Linked DNA regions of Dromaius novaehollandiae: region 2 is linked to region 1. The links are chromatin contacts, called in public Hi-C maps. All regions are on one chromosome and are shown on one strand. The core of a region is the stretch at or near the end of the contact, and the rest is flanking DNA. Distances in the headings are between cores, read along the strand shown.

Region 1 (6,558 bases), core at 1,286-3,785:
TTCAGAATAACTAATAGGCAAAGCAGAAGAAACCTCAAAACTTCAGTATTCTTATTACAGCAATCAGAAGCGTGAAACTAAAATAAATTATGCTTTTTAGTATCTGCAATTAAAACGAAATAATGCTGCCGAAATAACAGCCCCTTTTTAAAGTAAATCTATTTTTAGTTTGCAGTAACTGGATGTAAAAAAATAAATTTATCTAATGGATTAACAAGTCACCACTGCAAACATCTGTATAACCTCACAAGGCAATAGAGCCCAAATCAGCTCTAAGCAATAAACTGAAAAAAAAGAAAAAAAAAAGAATGCTTTAGAATACAGCAAGAGCATTAATAATTTACACCGTGTTTGCTACCAGTGCAATTTTATAAATCACATTACGCAAGGTATAGGAAAGAATATTCATTTCTAATAAGTGTGAAACAATTCCTTCTAAATGCAGGATTGTCCACATGGATATCTGAAAAGAGTGCTTAGTTTTAGAACAGGATGTTCTGAGACATATTTTCCTTTTGAGAGGGAAAAAAGCCCCAGTATCAAACAGTAGCAATCTCTTTTCCAAGCACCATATTTATTAGAAAAGATTTCTGAGGAATTCTTATAATTAGCAAACTCTGACATAAGTACATAATAAATCACTCTCATGTAAAGTTTCTATGCACTTCACAGATAGATGCCTCTCTCAAATTCAAGTTCACTGTTGAATGAAATATTCAAAACCAAGCACCTCTTATCTGCTAGACTGATGGCAACCAAGAAAGAGCTGGATTTTTTAATTTGATAATTCCTGACCTGTATTCAAATCACATAAAGTAAGTTATATGCAGAGCTGCTAATCACTGCCCATGTTAGAAAATATCAGTAGCTTTGTTGAAGAAGCTCACAATAACACTTATGTCCACCGATTAATGTTTTGATATAATTAAAAGACTTAATTGTCTATGCAAGGCGCAATTAGAATCATCTTGGTGATGGGAGTACTTGAGTGTGCACTACTAAATATTAAATAAAAATCAATTCTAATCCCTATTTATTATCTTTAATCTAATAAAATACAGAACCTGATAAGCGTTACTACTATTGGGTGGCTAAACCATCTAAAATTCTAAGAAAAAGGCTCTCTCATACTATAAACTGTTTGAGGAACATACACAAAATCTGTTTAGGAATATAACAAATTTAAATTATCTACAGAATATTTATTATTAGGCCTGTGGTTGTAAATGACACTTACCTTTCCCTTTGCTCACCATCCCCCACACAACCAAGAGCAGATCAGTTTCAGGGCCATTATTGTCAGGCATATTAAATTTTCAGGATGCACAGTTGTGGCTTCCAGGTCTCTACTCACCCCGTGAACTGTGTTTCACTGGGCATTTTTACACTTAAAATAACAGAGCAGAAGTATAGTAACATTTTGTGAGCTACAGATATGCAGATTTGTGATCTATTCATGTTAATACCAGCAGTATGAATAAAAAGCCCAAACCCCATTCACTAAAAATCTCTTAATGATATATAATGAAAAGATTTAAGTCATATTTTTATCTCTAAAATAGACATTTTCTAATAGAAGGGATTGTGTAAGAAACCAATTTCCCATGCAAGTTATTATTACCTCTAGCTTACCTGCTCCAGTCTTAAGGAAAGGGTAAGAAACAGAAACCATGTACTAGTGTCTTTCAACCATGAAAAGCAGCAGATTTCATAGCTCATTAAAACGTGATGGCAGTTATATGATAAATGGCTTACAGGAGCTTAAACAAAGCAACGCAGCCCTTGAGAAGCATAGTGTGAAACAAAGTCATCTTTCTGACAGATTGTGCTTTTCAGCAAAGCTAAAAGAATACAGGGTTCTCTGGGAAAACGCTAACAAAGGAAAAATAGAAGAAATTTTAAAAAAATAACAATCATTGAATTCCCTGGCAGCGACAGAGTAGCACCTTCGGAAAATCACCCACACGCGTTCCTACTCCTTCCATTTAACAAAGGTAGTTGAACCCTGGCATAGAGCTACTTACATGTGCTGTTTTTTTGGCTGTCCTCACTGTGCATTCGGCTGCCACTAGCACATACACGGCCACAATCGCTTTTCATTGGCATCCAAAAACGCAGCACCACATGTAGCAAAAGCGGCTCCCCATCTCGGGGGCACGGCGGGAAGCAGCGCACCTCCTCCGGCAGTGCCGAAACGCCCGCCGCGGCCAACAATAGCGGGCAGCCCCGACTGACAGCCCGTCCCGAAACACAGCGACTGCTGAGCAGAGGCAGGGAGATGCTAACGCCTGAGCAGCAAGGTCAGGATGCAGAGCAGCAGAGCCGCCTGCAACAGCTTTGGGCTGTGGAAAGCCTCGCACTGAAGCAGCGATTTGCGAAGGAGACAAAAAGGTCCTACCTGTTTTCCCTCGCTCGTTTGGTAAGCAGCGACCGAGGAAAGGGTGGCTTCTTCTTGCAGTGGATGCAGCAGCCGCCCAGCGCGCCTCAAGCAGCCTCCCCGGCTCCCCCCGCGGCTGCCCCCCCATGGCGATGCGAGCGCCGCCGCTCAGCCGCTCCCCTGCGCCCCGCAGCCCGCCTCGCCCGCGGCGGCGGCGGGAGGCACCGCCCCACCGAGCGCCGGGCCCTGCCCGCGGTCTGCCGCCGCCGCCCGCAGCCGCCGCTCCGCTCGCGACCTCCTGTTCAGCTCCTTTTACCGGGAAGAAAGGCACAGGCTGGATTTATCTGGAATGCCCATTCGCGCCCACCCTCCCACTGCAATGCCCAAAGAGAGCAGACCTGCAGCTCTGTCTGTTGGCCAATTTGCTCGCATGCAGTGCCCAGCTAGCACCAGATCCAGACAATTTTTGATCCTCCTCATTTACTAAGAAAAGGGAGAAATAACAACAAATAAAAAACAAAAACCAGCTGTTCCCCACCACAGCCGCACAGGAAACACCCTCCCTTCTTTTCCACATCCTTAAATCTGGTGGTCGTATTGGCTCTTTTGGGGCCCCACGCGTCTGCTCTGCTATCTACACTGAGATTTTACCAGTGCTGGACACCAGTTTTCCAAGGAGAGAGCAGCAAAGCCAGATCGTGCACTTAGTCCTATCCTTATTGCCACTTTTTGGATCAAAACTGATCTCGTGATCCATGTTCTGACACTGCTGAGAAAGAAAACTTTACCAGTCAACTATCTGGATTCGGACACGCCCATGGACAAAATGCCACACAGTTTTGGATCCTGCTTGCTCCTTAACTTTCTGGCCCAGTCAGAATGCTCCTTCTGCTATTCCTAAAAGAAACTGCATCTTACAGAAACATAGTACCTATGCTAGATCAGACCAAAGATCTATACTGCACATTTTTCTGTCTCTGTGGCCCATACTGCATATTAAAGGAAACATGTAAGTATAGGTAGGCAAGCTTTTACTGTTATATTCTTAGAAAACTCTCCCACTCACCAGTGATTCGCAACTCAGTGAATTCCTGAGACAGAGGTGTTATCTGTGCAAAAAATTAGCTGTATGTCTCTGGAATAAACATTAATTAAATGCTAGAAGGCATTTTTTTCACCTGCAGTGTTGTACAGATGACCAGTCACATAAGCCAGAAGAGGTGCATTCCATTCCTCTTTCAGTCCCTTCACTGCTAAAGTCATAGCATACAGGGCATGATGTCTTTCACAGATACACCAGAAATGAAGCTGTACGCACCAGATCCAGTATCTGGAGGGACGTTAAGTATATTAAATGCATCTTTATATTAGCAATTTTTTATATAGGGATACAAAAAAAACCCCAACTATCAGAGCTGGATTTTGCAACACCCCATTGAAGGATTCGGGTGTTTTGCTCCGTTTTGTCTTTGTGCTGTTGCAGATCCTACACGTTTTAGGCAGTAGAATTTGGCAGTATAGATGCAAAACTTCCACAGTAACCATCAGAATACAAGTAAATTCACCTTTTACCAGGTCCTTCCAATCACTCCAATTACGCAATTGTATCAGATCTTGTTTTGACAAAGATCAACTTTACACTTTCACAGAGGAGAAAAATAAGCTAAAGCAAGATTTTTTTCCTTAAGAAGTGACACTTGCTGGAAAGTAATGCAATAGTAAACCTCACTGGAAAAGTGATGGATGGGCTTTAAAGAACAGATGGCTTTATTATTAGTTGTCCCACTCTGAGTTTGTTAGATGTATCTAGACTTTCTATGGAATAATCCTAACTTGTCAATGCCATGATCGTTAGAGAAGACATCAGTCCCCTAGGTGGCGCAAACACACCATTTAAAAGCACTGAGCAGGCTGCCCTGGGGCGGTAATTCCCCTCCCATTCAGTATGTTTTCATTCATCCATTTATTCAAAACGAAAGCATACAGAAAAGGGTAACACACGCAGCTATAGTCCAGTAACCCACATATCACTTTAAAATCAAAGAAAGCTCAGAATGTCAACATGTTCTTTGTACTTCCAGGCTCAATGAAAAAAGGTACAAACTTCCTGAACAATAGCATTTACTCCTGTAGACTTTCTGACTTACCGACAGCAGACCAACCATGCTGTAACTCATTTCTGCAACTGCATTCAAGAAAAAATGGCTGTCGTTTCTCAGCAGTATTAAAACTGAGTAGAAAAAGGCACTGACATTCTCACTTTTCCCCCTTTCCTCTATTTCCCATCACGGTATTCTAGTTTGTTCAAACAATCTAATTCCTACATCACTGGCTTGGAACGGTAAAGGAAACACCCCTGCCAAATCCCTGGTGAAGCAACTCTGCTCAGACAGTGCTGAGCTAGCACCACAAACAGGTAGCACAGGCAAAGATACCATCAAATATGCCAAAACTCATGATCTACCTGAGCTCTAATATAGATAAATCCAAAACTGAGCCAAAACAATGGTAATGCTATTATTTTTATCCTTATAATTTAAAATAAGAAAATCAATCTAATATAAGAAATAAAGTATGAACTCCCTACAGATATAGGGAGGTTAACCTAATCAGCTTACTGTTCAGAAAATTTTACAGAATCGCTGGGGTTGGAAGGGACCTCTGAGCAGGGTCAACTAGAGCAGACTGCTCAGGACCATGTCCAGTCACATTTTGAGTATCTCAAAGAATGGAGACACCGCAAGTTCTCTGGGCAACCTGCTCTAATGTTCAATCACCCTCACCCTGAAAAATTTTTTTCTTATGTTTAAATGGAATTTCCTGTATTTGTGCCAATTGCCTCTTGTCCTGACACTGGGCACCACTGCGGAAGTCTAGTTCTATCTTCTTACTCTCCCCCCACATCAGGTTTTTAAACACAATGATAAGATCCCCCCTGTGTCTTCTCTTCTCCAGGCTAAACAATCCCAGCTCTCTCAGCCTCTGCTCCTATGTCAGATGCTTGATCATCTTTGTGGCCCTCCACTAGACTTGTTCAAGTACATCCATATCCTTCTTGGACTGGGGAGCCCAGAATTGGACACAGCACTCCAGATGTGGTCTCACCAGCGCTCAGTAAAGGGTAAGGATCACCTTCCTTGACCTGCTGGCAACACTCTTCCTAATGCCACCCAGGATACCATTGGCCTTCTTTGTCACATGCGCATACTGCTGACTCATGATCAACTTGTCCACCACATCCTTTTCTGCAAAGCTGCTTTCTATTCTCCCAGTTTTGTATCATCTACAGACTTGCTGAGGGTGCAGACTGTCCCATCATCCAGGTCATTAAAAAAGATGCTAAGCAGTATTGGTCCCAGTATCGACCCCTGGTGGACACCACTAGTGACTGGCCTCCAGGTGGACTAAAGACACCCTTTGCCACTAAAACCAACCTTTTGATCCTGGCAGTTCAGCCACTTTTCAGTCCACCTCACTGACCACTTATCTAATCCATACTTCATCAGCTTGTCTGTGAAGATGTTACGGAAGATAGTGCCAAAAGCCTTGCTAAAGTCAAGATAAACCACATCCATTGGTCTCCTCTCATCCACTGAGCTGACTACTTCCAACCACCCTCCTGTTGTTCATATGTTTGGAAATGGTTTCCTGGAGGATTTGCTCTATCACCGTCCCAGGGATCAAGGTGAGGCTAACTGGACTGCAAGTTCCCAGATCCTCATTCTTGACCTTCTTGAAAATAGCAGTGACATTTGCTTTCTTCCTGTCCTCAGGAACCTCTCCCTGATCACCAGGACCTTTCAAAGATTATCAAGAGTGGCCTCACAGTGACACAATGACACTGGCCAGCACCATCAGCATTCGTGCATGCATCAGATCAAGATCCAATGCATTTGTATATGTCCAATCTGTTTAAATGTTCCCTGACCTTTCTCCTCTACTGAGAGTTACAGACTTCCTCATGGTCTCAGAGCCTAGGATTTCTGAAGGCAAATCTTACCAGTAAAGACTGAGGCACAGGAAGCATTGAGTACCTTGGCCTTTTCCATGTCCTTTGTCACCAGGGCCCCTGCATCATTCAGCAGCAGGCCCACATTTTCCCTCATCTTCCTTTTGCTGGTCATATACTTACATAAACCCTTCTTGCTTACCATCCTGGCCCTCACCAGATTCAGCTCCAC
Region 2 (7,394 bases), core at 4,678-7,177, 200 kb after region 1:
TACAAAAGTTTAAAATTCTCCATAAATGTTATTGCTGAGGGTCATATCAGTTGATAAGAAAATTAAGAAAATACTTGCTTGAACAATCTGCCATCTAATGACAATAATAAAAATAATGCAAGTATTCTCTGACTGTAGGAAAGCTAAAAATTCTGTCTTTTCAAGAAACTCTGTTGGATAGGGTAATGGGGGAACTGCGTAGGTAAACTTTAAAGCCAGCAGAGGATCAAAGCAACTCTGCCTGAGATCTGCAGAGGAACTCTGATTCACTGAAGAAGCCCCCAGGTTCCAGCTCGCTGCCCATCTTTGGTTGGACTCTCTGACTCTGGTGCCACAGAACATGCTTCAGGAGCATTTCGCTTGCTACTGATTAATTTTTTCTTACACTGGAAAGAAAGCCAGAACCTGCTGTACCTAAACACATCTACATCTCTCCCTGACCAGGGAAGGAAGTGAAAAGGGGGGAGGAGGAAGAAGGAAACATGCTGTATTAAATCTATTCTTTCTTCCCAATTTGGACTGACACAGATTTTGTCATGTATTTGGTTCCTCTTGAGCTCCACCTTGATTGATATAAATATGATCTAAAGATAGGAGAAACAAGACCTTTCTGTCAAGAAAGTAGATCTAAGAGACTGAACAAGGTCATTTTTAGAGGGCAGTCAGTAAAACAAAATTTTAAATAAACATACTCCTTCATGTATACCTATATTTCTGTATACATATGTACATGTAGGTTTGTGAATATACATGCACATATGCTACACCATATATTAGTTATTTTTTAATTTCTCCAAACACTTGAAAGTTTGGAAGGAGAGGTGTTAGGATGAAGACAGATTTTAACTTTAGTTGTTTTTTAATACCAACCACCTGACATGAAATCAAATTAGGGAAACTGCTTAACGATCTTTGAGAGCTGTCTGGTTGTAAGTAGAGAATGACATATTAACACATTGAAAGTCCATAAAATAAATCAGAATTCCATATTATTAATTGTACTCTTGATTCATTTTATGTTTTACAATAATTTCCTTAATTTGCACTACCTGTCTATTTTATTTGTTTTTATTTTCCTTCATACATGTATAAAGAAAGAAAAATAATGAAATAGAGATAGTATAAGACACGTGATTGAATCTTCTGAGAAGACGGAAAATGGCAATGTACAGAAACCCAGTGACAGATAAATTATAAGTCTTTTCAAATAAAAAAACCCTCTAGTATTGAATAAGTTATAGATCTGAGGTGGGTATTTCAAACCCAGGTAATGCTAGAAGAAGGCGGCCAATATAAATAAAAATCATACAGACATTTTACCGACAGCAAAGAAACTGGGTAAAATGGTATACTTGATGAATTCAAAATGCAGTCAAAATTAAGCTAAGCAAGATTCAGAAGTGATGTATAGTTTAAGCCTTACTTCCTTTCAAAGTTCCTTTGAAAGTGTTTGGAAATGATGGAGGGTATCTTGTTTTACAATTCTTAAAGCATTAGAATACAGCATGAAGTGATTTCTACCTTTGACAGCTCTGGTTATGATCATAACCTAAGATACTGCATGACCTCAGTTTTTAATTGAGAGATACCATCTTTGCTAAGGGAGCATAAAATAAATTCCATCTAAATTCTATGATGTTCTGCTAAGCACAAGACTTGAACTATTTTGTTTCTGAATTGGCCTGTCTCTCCTTCTACAGGACAGACATCTCACTAGTACATCTGATTTTAACACAGACACTGAATATTCTGTGATTAAGTTTTATGCATTTGCTAATCATTAAGGTCTCATTAAAGTCAGCCTTTATGCCCTGTACTTGTTGCATTTAAATGGCATTTCTGTTTTATTTGTCGTTCTTTCTCCCCTCCTTCCCTTCCTATATGGATCAATAGATAGTTGTTTCTCAATGTGTGCAAAATGAACAGGATAGAATATCATAGGCATTGGTCTTTTGCTTGGGATTAAATCCGGGAGGGATGACCATGAAATGCTTCTGGGAATAGTTTTGGATCTTGTGCCTTGGCTGGTGCCCAAGTATTTCTGTTTTGTAAGGTTTGCATTATTTTCCTCCTGGCATGTGCAAAGACCAATTCTATTATGTCCTTAGAGACTCTTTTTCTATGGGGACACTCGGGTTGGGTCTGAGTAACGAAACCTGGACAGGTGAAGGCTGCTTATCATTACTGGTATAATTCTAAAGCAACTTCCACTGAGCCAGAACTAGAGGTGGCATCTGGCCCTCATTCATGTATTTTCTGCTGTTTCTACATGAAGATATGAGCTTCTTTATTCCTGACATGGAGAAATATAAATCAAGCATGCCTTAAAAGGCAAGAGTGTAGAGCAGTACTGAACGATTAGTTTTAATAACTACATAAACAACCTCTCTATATGGATTCAGTTACAAGAGTAGGTCTGATTTGAAATACTTTACTTTTCAGGAGGAACTTCAAGGACCTGGAGGGATTCAAAGTAGAGGCTACTTTTTCTTCAGGGTACGGTTTGTTTGATTTTTTTCTTTTCAAATTAAGTGTTACATAACAGAGTAGAAGAATCAGTGAATTAGAGTAAGAATTACTGTGTATGAGGGAACTTTTTTCAGTATTAGCATCCTGCTATAAGTATTTCCATTAAAGATGTTTGTCTTTTTTTGCAGAGGACGAGCAATACAATTTCCAGAGACTTTACAGGATGCATTCTGCATGGCACAATCTGTGTTTGTACAGTTGTAAGGATAACAGGGCTAGATTGGAATCTCTCGGTGATATTGAAGTATCAAAAATGGATTAAAAATAAAAATATACTGTATGTGCTTAGAATCTTTCAAATTTAAGTATTTACTGATACCTTTTTCACTGTGATAAATATTTACAGTGAAAGATCTTAAAAAGTGAACATCACCTCGAAGAGATCAGTAGAAAGATCCTCTTAATGTAGTGAACTGATATTCTAAGATCTCTTATCCCAAAACAAGAATTTCTAAAATATTTGAAATTTTTTTTAGAAGTTATGGTACTTCACCAGTGTACTAGACTGATGGAAGTTTACAGTTTTCTCTAGCAATGGAGGGTTTTAGAACACGCTAGACATGCACCTGATAGGAATGAGGCATGGATAGGACATCTCAAGATCTGTTCCAGGCATTTCTATAATTAAAATAAAGACATAGCAGGAAGTTTTTGTATGTGTATTCACATGATGCCATGCTATTTCTCAGTAAATCATTGGTTATTATCTATATAATTCTCAGAAAAGTAGAGTTCTAGAAAATATGGCATCTTTCAAAATCTTCTAAAGCATTGTTCAACAGTGTGTTTATATGTTACATAAATACAATGCCGTGCTTACTTACTGTACCAAGACAGATATTGAGCCTGACCTTCCATTTTCCTTGTATTTTGACCAGTAAGGTTGGAAAGTATATATAAAAATTCTCATGACAATGAACCTACTCTGTCCATCTTTCATGCCATAGAGCCTTTTTATTTTGTTTATGCAAAATGCATTAAGCTAAAAATGTCAAGTCAGACTTGATAGTGATTTTCTTCATTTTGGTTAATCTTTTTTTCTGTTTGAATAAGAAAGCAGCTAGTGAAAAGAAGACATGTTTGTATACTTATATTTCTCATGTGTCAGGCTTGGACCTTTAGAGATCTCATGATAGGCCAAAGTTATCAGTTATGTTAACCCACAGTTAAATAATTAATTAACCCATGATGCACTCACCATGTCAGAATAAACAGCCAATCCTTATTAAGCTCAGTAAGAGCTTTTTACTAGCTGTAGTAGAAAGTGAATCAAATCCCCAGGTAGGGCAAAATTTTACTGCAATGGCCATGGTGAAAAAGGAAAAACACTTCACTTATGTTAAAGAACACAGTTTAAAATCATTGAAAGTGACTTTATATATTTGTTTGTTAATTGCCACAAAAAAGGAGGGGTAACAGTCTCTTAGAGTGACTTCTTGTGGCTTTTTTTCTCTCACAACATCATACAAAATGGGCATAATTCATTCTTTGATCTTAAAAGTTGAAATTGTACTGTGTAGTTTTCCTCCTGAGGTGGTTGTGCATTAAATGATAACTGGTCTCAGGTTTATCTTTAATGATGATCACCGTGACAAAACTGAGGAATTTACCAATTTCTATATATGCTGAGTTCTGTGCGGCTTTCTTGTTGAAACTGGTCAGTTTTACAGATTGCTTGTTGGGTATTTGTCTTTCAGCCACGCAATGGAAGGAGATCAGTGGATTTTCACTAAGGAGGTATTTATATAATGCTTCTAATCAAGATCTATATTTAAATATGTTGATCTTTATACAAATAGGCCAAATATTTATGTTCAGAAGTAGTATTTAACGCTGAAAGTCTTTAACTGTGCAGTCAACTTAGATTTCTGCAGACAGATTTTTCCAGATCCACTAAATTCACCTATCTCAAACTGGAGTGAATAGAAGCCGTAGGTACTCACTCCCTAGAACAAAGAAATCGGAGGTGTTTCAGGCAGCAAGAAATGGAAAACACCCCAGATTTGCAGAGTTTGGAAAATTACTAATGATGGTAAGTGGATGTAAGGAAGCACCAATCCAACTACCTGTCAAGTCTATACTGAGAAGTAAGCTGGCATTCTGGGGCTAATCCTTCTGCTCTTACACAGAAGAAAACTCACACTGAAACTAAGTATTGACTTCCCAATTTAATTTCAAACGATTCAACTCTTTGGAGATATAAAAAAGTTTTTCTTTGCCAGTATTATAATGCTGTCTTATCTAATACATTTTACAGCTCTATCATATTTTAAGCATTTAGTGTTATGTCATATCAACAGCTAAAGCTTTTTCTTATTTTTCAGGATTTTAGATTCCTGATCTAGAAATGCTGCAGGAATGCGGAGTACATGGACATACTGTTTTCCTTACAAAAATTTTTCTTTACTAATGTACGATTCAAAAATCACTAGAATGTAAATGTTCTTAAACTAGATTCAGTTAAGAACTGAAATGTTTCTTTACTTTCCTGAATATATTAAAAGCATATTAAAATTATTTGTTTCCTAGTGTTGTGTTTACAACTGTGTGTAGTGCAACTGTAAAAAAGTCACAGTGTATGCATGTAGAAGACACTGCCTCTAACAGTATTGATATTTACATTTATTTTCCCTTCCAAATAAAGGCATTCAGTTAGAGTTGTTTTAATGTTTGCAATGTAGACTTTTTTTCAGAACACTGCAAATATTTGTCTTTAAAATCACAGCTTATTTTGTAATATAACATTCTGCAGCTCCTTTATTAATACTTATGCTAACTTATGTAGCCAAAGTGTTGCATTTGCACATTCTTATTGTGCTCTCCTATTTATTGGAAATGCATATTGTTTCATTATTGAATAAAAGTAAACTCAGTCCCACAAAAAAGATGTATGCTGAAGCCAAGCTTTCATGCCTGATAAAATGGTGCAGTAGGTCTAATTCATGTGATACATTTTTTTTGCTCTACCACAACATGTAATACCGCACTGTGACAAAATTAAGGGAGCAGAGGGAAGAAAACCCATGAGAAAATGCCATGTTTCAAAAAATATAAATATTTCAGTGAAGAAAAACTATATAATTAGAATCTCTGTTATGTTCAGTGTGTAGGAAGGCCAAACAAAAGCCATGACATGAGGCAACCTACGACCCCTTACGCGGTTTCCTAAAATGACCCCACTACCGATTTGGTGCCGTTTCCGCCAGCCGCGGGAGCAGGGGCGCGAGCGGCATAAGCGCCGGGGCAGCCGGCCTCAGGCGCAGGCACCCAACGGCCGCGACGCTCAACCCAAACAGCCCCAACGGCCGGGGCGGTGCCGCGACCGTTAGCCCGGTGAGGGGCGGGGCCGGCCGCCCCGCCCCAACGGCCGCTCCGCCCCGCCCCGCCCGCCCGCCCGCCGGGTCAAACCTGCGTGAGGGGAGCGAGGCGGCGTGGGGCGGCGTAGCTATGCAGGTGGGGTCCGGGAGCGGGGAGGAAAAGCGGAGATGGTCGGGAGGGCAGGAGCGTAGCCGTAGGCCGCGGAGGGCTTCCTCGGTGCGGCCAAGCCCGCCGCAGCGCCCCCGAGGGCGGAGAGGGACCTCACGAAGCCTTCCCGGCCCCTGCGGGGTGTCCGGAGAAGTGACGGGTTAGAAGAGCGATTGGTGTGGGGTTTCTTGTGAAAATACGTCAGGGAGGCTATGTGACTTTTTTGTTGTTGTTGGTTTTTTTTTAGCAGTTTACTTAATTATTAATATCCTTTATGAATAATAAAATACTACACTGTGGTAGCTGGGTGATCATAGATGTAGCAGGCTGTAAAGTATTGTGTCACTTGCCCAAAGAGGAAGGTGCAAAATTAATACTTAAATTTAGCTTAGAAGTGTTATTTACTCTCCAGAATTGAAGTTACCCAGCCTAGGGGTCAAACTTAATATGTGTGAGTATCACCCCTGGCAAAGCTAGCGATAAGTGATATTATCTTTGGCAGCAGTAAGAAGTATTGTGAGAAGTTTTCTTGTTTGGGAGTGTGACCTGCTAGTTGAGTAATGCTGCTTCGGTAGTCCAGCTTTCTACTGAAACCAGTTTATGTCAGATCATTTTTGCTGTTGCTTGGCTCCTTTGCCAGTTACAGTCAAACATCTGATGAAGTTTTTGACACACAATTTAATTCTTCTGTGCATATACTGCAAACTTACACTGATAGGTTAACACTTGGGTTCTTAAGCATTGATTTAACTCAATTGGTTAAAAATTGTTGAAAATTTGGCAGCTTCTGATCTTCCCTTCCTTGACATTGGAGTTCAGATTTATCTCAGAGGCCTTTTTTTTTTATGTTTACCATGATGTTAAATGTAGTATTCTTGATCCAATTCTTGCTTTTACAAGATGTAAAAGTACCTAGAAAAGGTCCAATGTACAATCAGTTAATCAATTCACGAACCTGTTGAGAGTTATAAACATTAAAAAGAAATGGTATAAAGTACACTACTTAAGTAAAATACCGTAGAGAGACTTTATTTAGGATGTACATTTACAGAAAGACACAAAGTGTTGAAATCTTTCCTGGCAAACACTGGCTGGAGCTCGTCTTCTAGTTTAAAGTTACCTACATTCAGCCTCTGTTTCAGTAGTCCTTTTCTGTTGTATGGTTTTGAAATGTATTTGTCCAGTTATGTTTATGATTATTATGAGCTTTATGTCTCTCAATCCTTCCAAATCCTTCTGCTACGGAGAAAAATTTTGCACTCTGTGAGGCAGAATCTAATCCTTACCTAAGTCAGGCACGAGAGCATTTGTATGGAGGCCGAAGTGCATGTGTATCACTGTTGTTTCTTCGGTGGTTCCCCTGGAGTAGTCGTCTTAGTTCTGTGGGGTTTTTTGGTATC

What was found. A called contact is a pair of places that touch in the nucleus more often than the background predicts.
Region 2: a contact with region 1 is called in a Hi-C map of brain, with 2.5 times the contacts expected there. The contact joins the promoter of PDCL2 here to the promoter of CRACD in region 1. A contact is called at or near these places in 2 of 4 Hi-C or Micro-C datasets (brain and liver).

Annotation. Positions count from the first base shown.
Region 1 is chr4:57,621,609-57,628,166 of bDroNov1.hap1, forward strand. CRACD (capping protein inhibiting regulator of actin dynamics) reads right to left here and starts at 2,536. Exons shown (of 12, transcript XM_026093775.2): 1 at 2,399-2,536.
Region 2 is chr4:57,821,566-57,828,959 of bDroNov1.hap1, forward strand. It overlaps PDCL2 (phosducin like 2), which reads left to right and starts at 5,928. Exons shown (of 6, transcript XM_064511145.1): 1 at 5,928-5,982. The coding sequence starts at 5,977. NMU (neuromedin U) reads left to right here. Exons shown (of 8, transcript XM_064511770.1): 6 at 2,443-2,496; 7 at 4,227-4,266; 8 at 4,854-5,022. The coding sequence ends at 4,262.